Regions from separate parts of the Anser cygnoides genome. Here region 1 is linked to region 2. The links are chromatin contacts, called in public Hi-C maps. All regions are on one chromosome and are shown on one strand. The core of a region is the stretch at or near the end of the contact, and the rest is flanking DNA. Distances in the headings are between cores, read along the strand shown.

Region 1 (3,679 bases), core at 845-3,344, 250 kb after region 2:
CCGGGCTGCCGCCGCTCCGCGGTGCAGCCCCGACCTCTGCCGGCCCGGGCAGCGGCGGAGGTGCGGGTCGGTTTTCAGCGGCTGGGTTTCGCCGCCTCCCAGCTTGAAGGCTGAGAGGAGTACCGCAAAGAGTGAGCAAGGACCGTGCTGTGTGTTCACACTTCCGTTTGGTTCAGCGAGGGCATCGTCCGCACAAAGCATCCCCGTTTTGAAGGACAAGAGCCTATGGTGGATGAAAAGTTGCATGAATGTCACCTATGGAAGCTGTACACTAAACCCAGACATAAGAAGGCGCCAAATCACAGGACCATCCTCGCCTTACCGCTCCTACACTTCACACTCCCCATGGAAGGTAACTCTGTTGCTTGCAGAGAGGCACTGTCCTTTTCCAGTCCACCTCAGGGTGAATAACTGCTTTGCTCTAAGTCTCTGCTCTAAGTCCAGTCATCTGGATCAGCCCTACATGATGATGAAGGGCTAACTATGCTGCCTCTGAAAATTGAAATCAGGGGGAATTGGGTGATGATGAGCCTTGTATCTGTGCTATCCACATGTTAGCCAGCCCAAGGAAACCCTCTGTTGCTATTCTGCTTCTTCTACCCCAGCTTTTGTACTCCACAGAGTCTCTGCCTGAATGATTTGCTGACATGGGCAGCTTTCAGCACCTCTGCTTCTTTTGGAATGCTGGACATCCCAACCTGTCCTTAGCCCCCTTGGTGTTCACTCACACCTGAGAGACAGAAGAAAGTCAGAGACCAGCAATAAACCTCTGTAGACCGGCTTGTGAAATCACACAAAGCAGTGCACAGCCCTGAGGAAAGCACTGGACTCTTGCTGGCCAGGCATACACAAAGCCATCATCATCACTTGGTGGTCTATTGGCTTCTGTGCCCCTCACTCCCCCAAATACCATCTTTATAACATGGCCTTTCATCTCCCTTCAGATAAAATTTCTGTACAAATTTCCGGCATTTCAAATTGCAGCTACTCCCACCTCCTTTCCTTTCTGGCCTCAACAAACACTGTCTCATCCAAGTAGTACTCAGCCCGAGCACTGCCACGAGCATCCTTTGCTCTCAGGTGGCCATGGCTCTGCTGTCACCACCTCTGTCCCCTTCCCCAGTGCTGCCTTCTCAGCCACCTGCAGCAGAAGTCCCTTCCCCTCCTCTGTTCTCAAAGCCCCCCGTACACCCTATTCACTAACCAGATATAATTTCCTGCCTTCAGCTAGCCCTAGCCCTTAACATAATCCTTGAATGCCTACTTGATAGATTTTCCAACAAGGACCTTTGCTCATTCCCTCCCACAGCTCCTCAGGCGTGAGATGGGCACACCGCTAACACCTGCATGACTGCTCCCTTGTCTTCTGTCAAAATCATCATTACAAGCCTCTGGGATGCTCTTGGAAAATCTTTACTGCGGACTGCCCATGTGCTGAGCTCATTTCTGATCTGCCAGACACTGCTGTTCCATCATTTCCTCGTACTTTCCCTTCTCTTTGCCTACTCTGTCATCTTCCTTGGCCTCTGCTTCAGTGCTGAGCTCTGTAGGACAGGGCCCATCCTTTTTACTTAGCCATTCAATACTCAGTCTGGAGGTGTCCTGGTTCTTGATTAAGATTCCTATGAACTATGGTGATATGAATAGTAAATCATTAGGATCGACTCCCTGGTGTTGTACTATCACTCCAGGCATTCGCTACAGCTCCCGGTAGTAATTTGTCTTTAACTATGCTTCAGCACCTCGGCAATGAAGGTAGAAAATGTGTGATGCTAGTTAGCTGTAATCATGGCTGCCACTGAAAACACTGGTAGATAACCAACAGAAATAAGTCCCATAGTTCCTTATCTCAGAATGAAGATGTTGGTTTCTCTAGCGTTACATTTTTAACCCATTTTACTCAAATTTAATGCAGTCATTTAACTTTCATTTTCTTCCAGCTGCTAACCCCTCACCTAGTTCAAATGATTCATCCCTACTGCATTCACTGCCCAGGAATGTTGGCTTTCAACAAACTACAGCAAATAATGTAAAATAAACACAAGTGTGCTTTCATCTCACAACAATCTGGGTTAAGTACATATTTCACACACTGCACCACAGGATATGTTAAATTAAAATCAGAACCACCAGATTTAAAAATCCAATGCCAATTCAAACCATTGCTGAGTTATTTCTGTATTCACTTACATGTAATATTGGGCATGAGTAACAGCCATTGCTTTTTTAACCCTAAAATGTGCCATTTGACAACTTTTTTTCTCCATTAGTTGAGGAAAACCAAGATTTTTTGTTTGAAACTACTCCTAGTAAATATCCTTGTTATTTTTGTCAAGTATCCTGATCTCCTTGAACAAAACTGAGAGCCTACAGATAGTCTTGTCTCCATATTTCTCTTATTTTAGTGTTCTACATTTTCAAATTTACTTCCAATCATACACTGAAAAAGTAGCCTGGAATGGCTTACTTGAAATGATAAATAGGTTTTTAAATGTCTGCTGCTTCATTCTGCCAAACAGTCTGTATCTTGGACATATTCATTTTCTAGTCAAAAGATGTAGAGGAGCTACACTTGAACAAAATACTGTAAAAAGAGGTTGTAGAGACTGGGAACTGACAGAAAAATATCCATGTACTGGGCACAACTCTGATTTAATGCACTCTTACTCTAGATTTCCATAGTGTAATATTTTATGAATCTAGCGTCTCATTCCAACAACACTAGGATAGGAATCATGCTTTGGTTGTTGATTTATTTTGAAGATATGCAGAATAGACATTATATTTCCTTGAGACTTTATTAAATACAAGGCTTGAGATTGTCCCAGATTTAGAAAGTCTCTCTTTCTGTGCCATGTTGCTGTGTTTAGACATACAGAGGAGTCTAAAAGCCAGAAATGAAATGCTGGGGTTAGGAAGAGGAGAATTATTGTACTTCACCTCTTTTCTTTCCCTTGTCTTAATGAGGCTATTGCTTTGCCTCTGCAATATTTGTTTGAAGAGATGAACAGGAAGTTTTGGGGAGTTTTGCTAACTCTTTGACAACAAGACTCAGCTTCCTCCGCACTGCTTGGAAGGATCTGCACTTATGGGAATGACTGAAGTGTCCTGAGGACAGAAAAAGAAACAATCTCGTTTTAAGAGGTTAATGGTTCCTGGATCCTGAAGGACCTACCCCTTGCCAAAACTTCTGCTTGCTTTTCTCCTCTCAGCTTTCATGCTGCTGTAAAGCTAGACAACATCTTTCCCTCAGCAAGGAAAAATATTGACCTTTACTGGTGTTGACAAATACAGCAGAAGACAAATCCAGATACAAATATTTTCATCCATTGCCACAGAAACTCTCTGAGAGCTATATAGCCTTGTCAGGTCAGCTGAAATGTGAACACAGTCCGTTGGCTGGGAAAGGATGGAAAGCCATCCATTTCTCCCTAATAAAGCAGCCCCATGTGCTCTTTTGCCCCTCTCAGGAGAAGAAACATCTCCATTCCCTCAAGCCTGCTTAGTTTCTCTTTTAGGTCAGCTTTTGTGTAAGAACGAAAGCAATGAAGCTTAGTAGCCATTGGAGGAGGTGGTGAAAAGCAGAGCAGAGGAGTTGGTTTTAAAAGATGTGCAGGTCAGGAATGTTATCCTTGCTGAGGCTTTGAGAGACAGCTGAATATCTGTATTACCAGAATTA
Region 2 (3,388 bases), core at 257-2,756:
CTTTAGCAATTTCTGCGAAATCTAGCCTAACCTATATGTTTTAGCTACTAACGGTTTAAAATAGAGGTGCATGACCTTCCTTCCTTAATGTTTTCTCAACATTCCTTTGTTGAAGAGTATGGGATGCAGGATTTTTTTTTTTTTTTCCTCTGAATGAGGCTGTAGTTACCTGAGGGTTGAAAAAATGAACATTGTAATTCAAGGCAATAGCATGCAGCAGTGAAGAATGTAAATGGTGCTTTTCACTTAGCCTGGTTTCTTGCAATCCCTTTTTCACCCGAAGCAGACAAATGACTAGTCCAATAATTAAAAGGAATATACCTAGAGAATTAGCCATATAATGAATGTCCCAGAAGTTGAAGCTTCAGCTGATTGTGCATTCTGTCCCGACTGGCCTAAAATGCAAAAGACAAATTCCAGTTTAGAGTTGCTGCTTTCAGAAGGCAGCACGAACTCTGGTACAAGCACTATTTAAAGAACACACCCTCTTAAATTAATTATCCATTTTCTCTGCACCTTAAAGTGACATTTAACGGGAGCAAGAACAGGGCAGAAATAAATGCTGAAATGCGATACTGTGCATTTTATGTCTATTATCAATGGTCAGAAGAGGAAGTAATGATCTGATAAGGGTTTCAAGTTCTAATATATCTAAAAAAATGAGAGAATAACTCCCACAAAGGAATTTTCTATTGATATTCCGGGTCATGTGGGAAATACATTGCTTCTATGCCCATGGGTGGTAGGGCAAAATCTAGAGTAGCTGTACTCTTTTGTGTGTAAGTAAACTAGCAGTGTTTCACTTCTGTTCAGAAGTTATCCATCTTGCTTTTTTAATCTTAGAATATTACCAGTGGTGAATCTAAGGGAAAAGGTTTGAAAACCAGTAAGTTTCTTTTTCATGCTTTACAGCTTTGGACACCCTTTTATGAATAAAATGACATGGCAATGTGTGAAGTAACAAAGGAATTGTAAGCAGTGGCCAGCATGCGGAAAGTCAAAACTATCTACAGCTGAATAATGTTCTTAGAAATGAAGGGCAAACAGGAATATAATTGATTATTGCCTCTCTATGTGGCTTTGGAGATCACATAATCCAAAGCAAAAAAATGGTATGCATGTGTTCCCTCAGATATTCTTCAGAATGGAGGGGCCATATATCAAAACCTTATTTCCTGGTAATGAATTTTAAATAAGTGCCCAGGGCATCAGGTCACTGATGTTTCTACTTTGCAAACTGGGTGGGCTATGAAAGCCCCTAGAGCCCTTCAAAGGCACCTTAAAAAAAATCCCTAGCTTTAACTGACCAAACTTTTCAAGAAAAATACCTGAAACAATTAGGAGAATGAAAACCAGGAGGTCAGATTACTTGGCCCATGGCTGAGGATTTACATAAATAGGCCTAACCTTTGACTTGAAAATAAAAGGTAAGTACAGAACCCTGACAGAACAGCAGGTCATTGGTATTTACTCTGTAAAGTACTGCCTGTGATGCTATGACAAAAATGCCAGGAATTCCACTGATCACTGTGTGCTGATAGGGCTCAAAGGTATGCAGCCAGCTAACAGAAACCCAGCCTACCTGACTGATCGAAACTGCATTACTCCCACGCATTTATAACCTGCAATCTGTGAGCGTGGGAAAGTGTGCAAGGCCTTAGACTAATTCCTGACAAAAAAAAAAAAAAAAAGGAGAAAGTTGCTGTCTTTAAGAGTATTTTAAGTTCTTGTGGTTTGGGCAGCATATAAAATTAATAAAAAGTCTCCCAGTGAGAATCTTAAGAAGTTGTCTTCACTGTGCATATCCAGAATTGATGGTGTATGGGAGGCTGAGATTGGTACCACATTCAGCATTGTGCAGATGTGGGAATTTGTCAAGGATGATCTGTACCTACAAGTAGTCTTCAACTGTGGAAATGGTACCAAGCTGTAGGAAGGCAGTAGCCTGGCTCATTTTTTTTTTGAAGGGTGAAACCCTAGGCAGTAAACCTACAGGAGAAATTGTATGCTGTGTGTTCATGTTACTTTTTTGTCAAGCAAAGGCTCTGCACTCACAAGTCAGAGAACCGAAACAGATTTTGCATTCTTATACCTAACACAATAACAAAAATGTGTTAGATCATTTTTTCTTTTCTACATGGATAGCTGAGAAGAGTGCCCCTGTGGAAGTGGAAACAATACGTGCAAATTTTTTCAATTCATTTTTTAATAGACAGATTCAGTTTCCTGTTTCACTTTGAGACACAGGCACACATCAAGTATCCTGCAGGCTGTTTCAAACTTGCTTCTCTAATTAATCAAAAGTGATCCATTACAGAAAACCTGCAGGAATGTCAGAGATGGATGCTTCTGTTTGTACTGTTTTTGACTTGCTTGTTGCAACAGAGGGGGAAGCTGTTAGTGCCTGCCTAGCAAATTATTGAAGGATGGTGTAAGAGGGCCTGCCGCCTTCCTCTTGAAGGGCCAGGAAGCCTGGGGCTAGTCAGCCCCGTGCTGTTCTCCATGTTTGCTAGACCTCTGTGGGATTTTGGAAGGAGGTGGAGGAATACTCCACAGCTGGGGACTGTTTAGGGAGGAAGACAGGCTGCCTCTGTGCCCCAGGCACAGCCTGGCCAAGTCTCATGGTTGGGAAAGTGAGCAGGTAGTGGTAAGCAGGAGGAGCTGGTAGCTAACGATGATGGTTGAGCAAGGAGCCAGATTTTGGGTCCCCTGGGTGTTCAAGTGCTGTGTAAGGAGGAGAACAGCCCAGTATTCGTCTCTAACCAGCACAGACTTTGCAGCGTGCCACCTGACACCTCTCCCTTACCCTCCAGCCAGCCAGGATGAACCCAAGGCAAAATTTTGAAGGGAAATGAAAAGCATCTGAAGGTCTCTGGAGGGTGTTCACAGTGATACAGAGCCCCCTTGGTGTTAGTTCAGGTGTGACCCCTTGCCAGGCTCAGCTGCCTCCTCCTCCTGTGACCTCTGCCTGCCTTGGGCAGAGTGGTGGCCAGGCTCCCCCTCCTCTGACATGGCTAGATCTTTTCAGTGATCCTTCATGCAAAGTATAGGGCAGTCTGGTTTTGCCTCCATGTGTATCAGTGTTGCGTTGTGCTGGCACTCTTTTACTGATGCATTGATCTCAAGCAAAAAGGGGTAGAGGAGGTGCATTTCAAGTCCTGCACTATAAACTGCATAACGTCTTGCATGCTCAACTGTAGCTATCTGCCCTACTGTGTCAAACTGACTGCATCTGGCAGAGATGGATTTGATATGTATAAGTACAGGGTTAGCGGTAGCAAAACTGTCTCAGAATTGAGGGCAAGAGTTCATAAACAAGCCATTTCCAAAAGCTGTACAGTCCAGGACAGGGAGCTGCCACTGGTGATAACAATATCTTGCAAAATGA

What was found. A called contact is a pair of places that touch in the nucleus more often than the background predicts.
Region 1: a contact with region 2 is called in a Hi-C map of liver, with 2.9 times the contacts expected there. The contact joins two enhancer-like sites. A contact is called at or near these places in 3 of 7 Hi-C or Micro-C datasets (granulosa cells and liver).

Annotation. Positions count from the first base shown.
Region 1 is chr1:118,978,802-118,982,480 of Taihu_goose_T2T_genome, forward strand. No RefSeq gene overlaps it. Among named protein-coding and RNA genes, the nearest start is that of DIPK2B, 72 kb to the right of the region's middle. Within about 2 kb of position 2,095, at least 2 of the 3 cell types and tissues checked have open chromatin away from gene starts, as enhancers often do. A contact at or near this core is called in liver, where this site is marked.
Region 2 is chr1:118,727,130-118,730,517 of Taihu_goose_T2T_genome, forward strand. The region is part of intron 1 of LOC106036146 (a long non-coding RNA gene); the gene reads left to right. Among named protein-coding and RNA genes, the nearest start is that of ICOSLG, 100 kb to the left of the region's middle. Within about 2 kb of position 1,507, at least 3 of the 3 cell types and tissues checked have open chromatin away from gene starts, as enhancers often do. A contact at or near this core is called in liver, where this site is marked.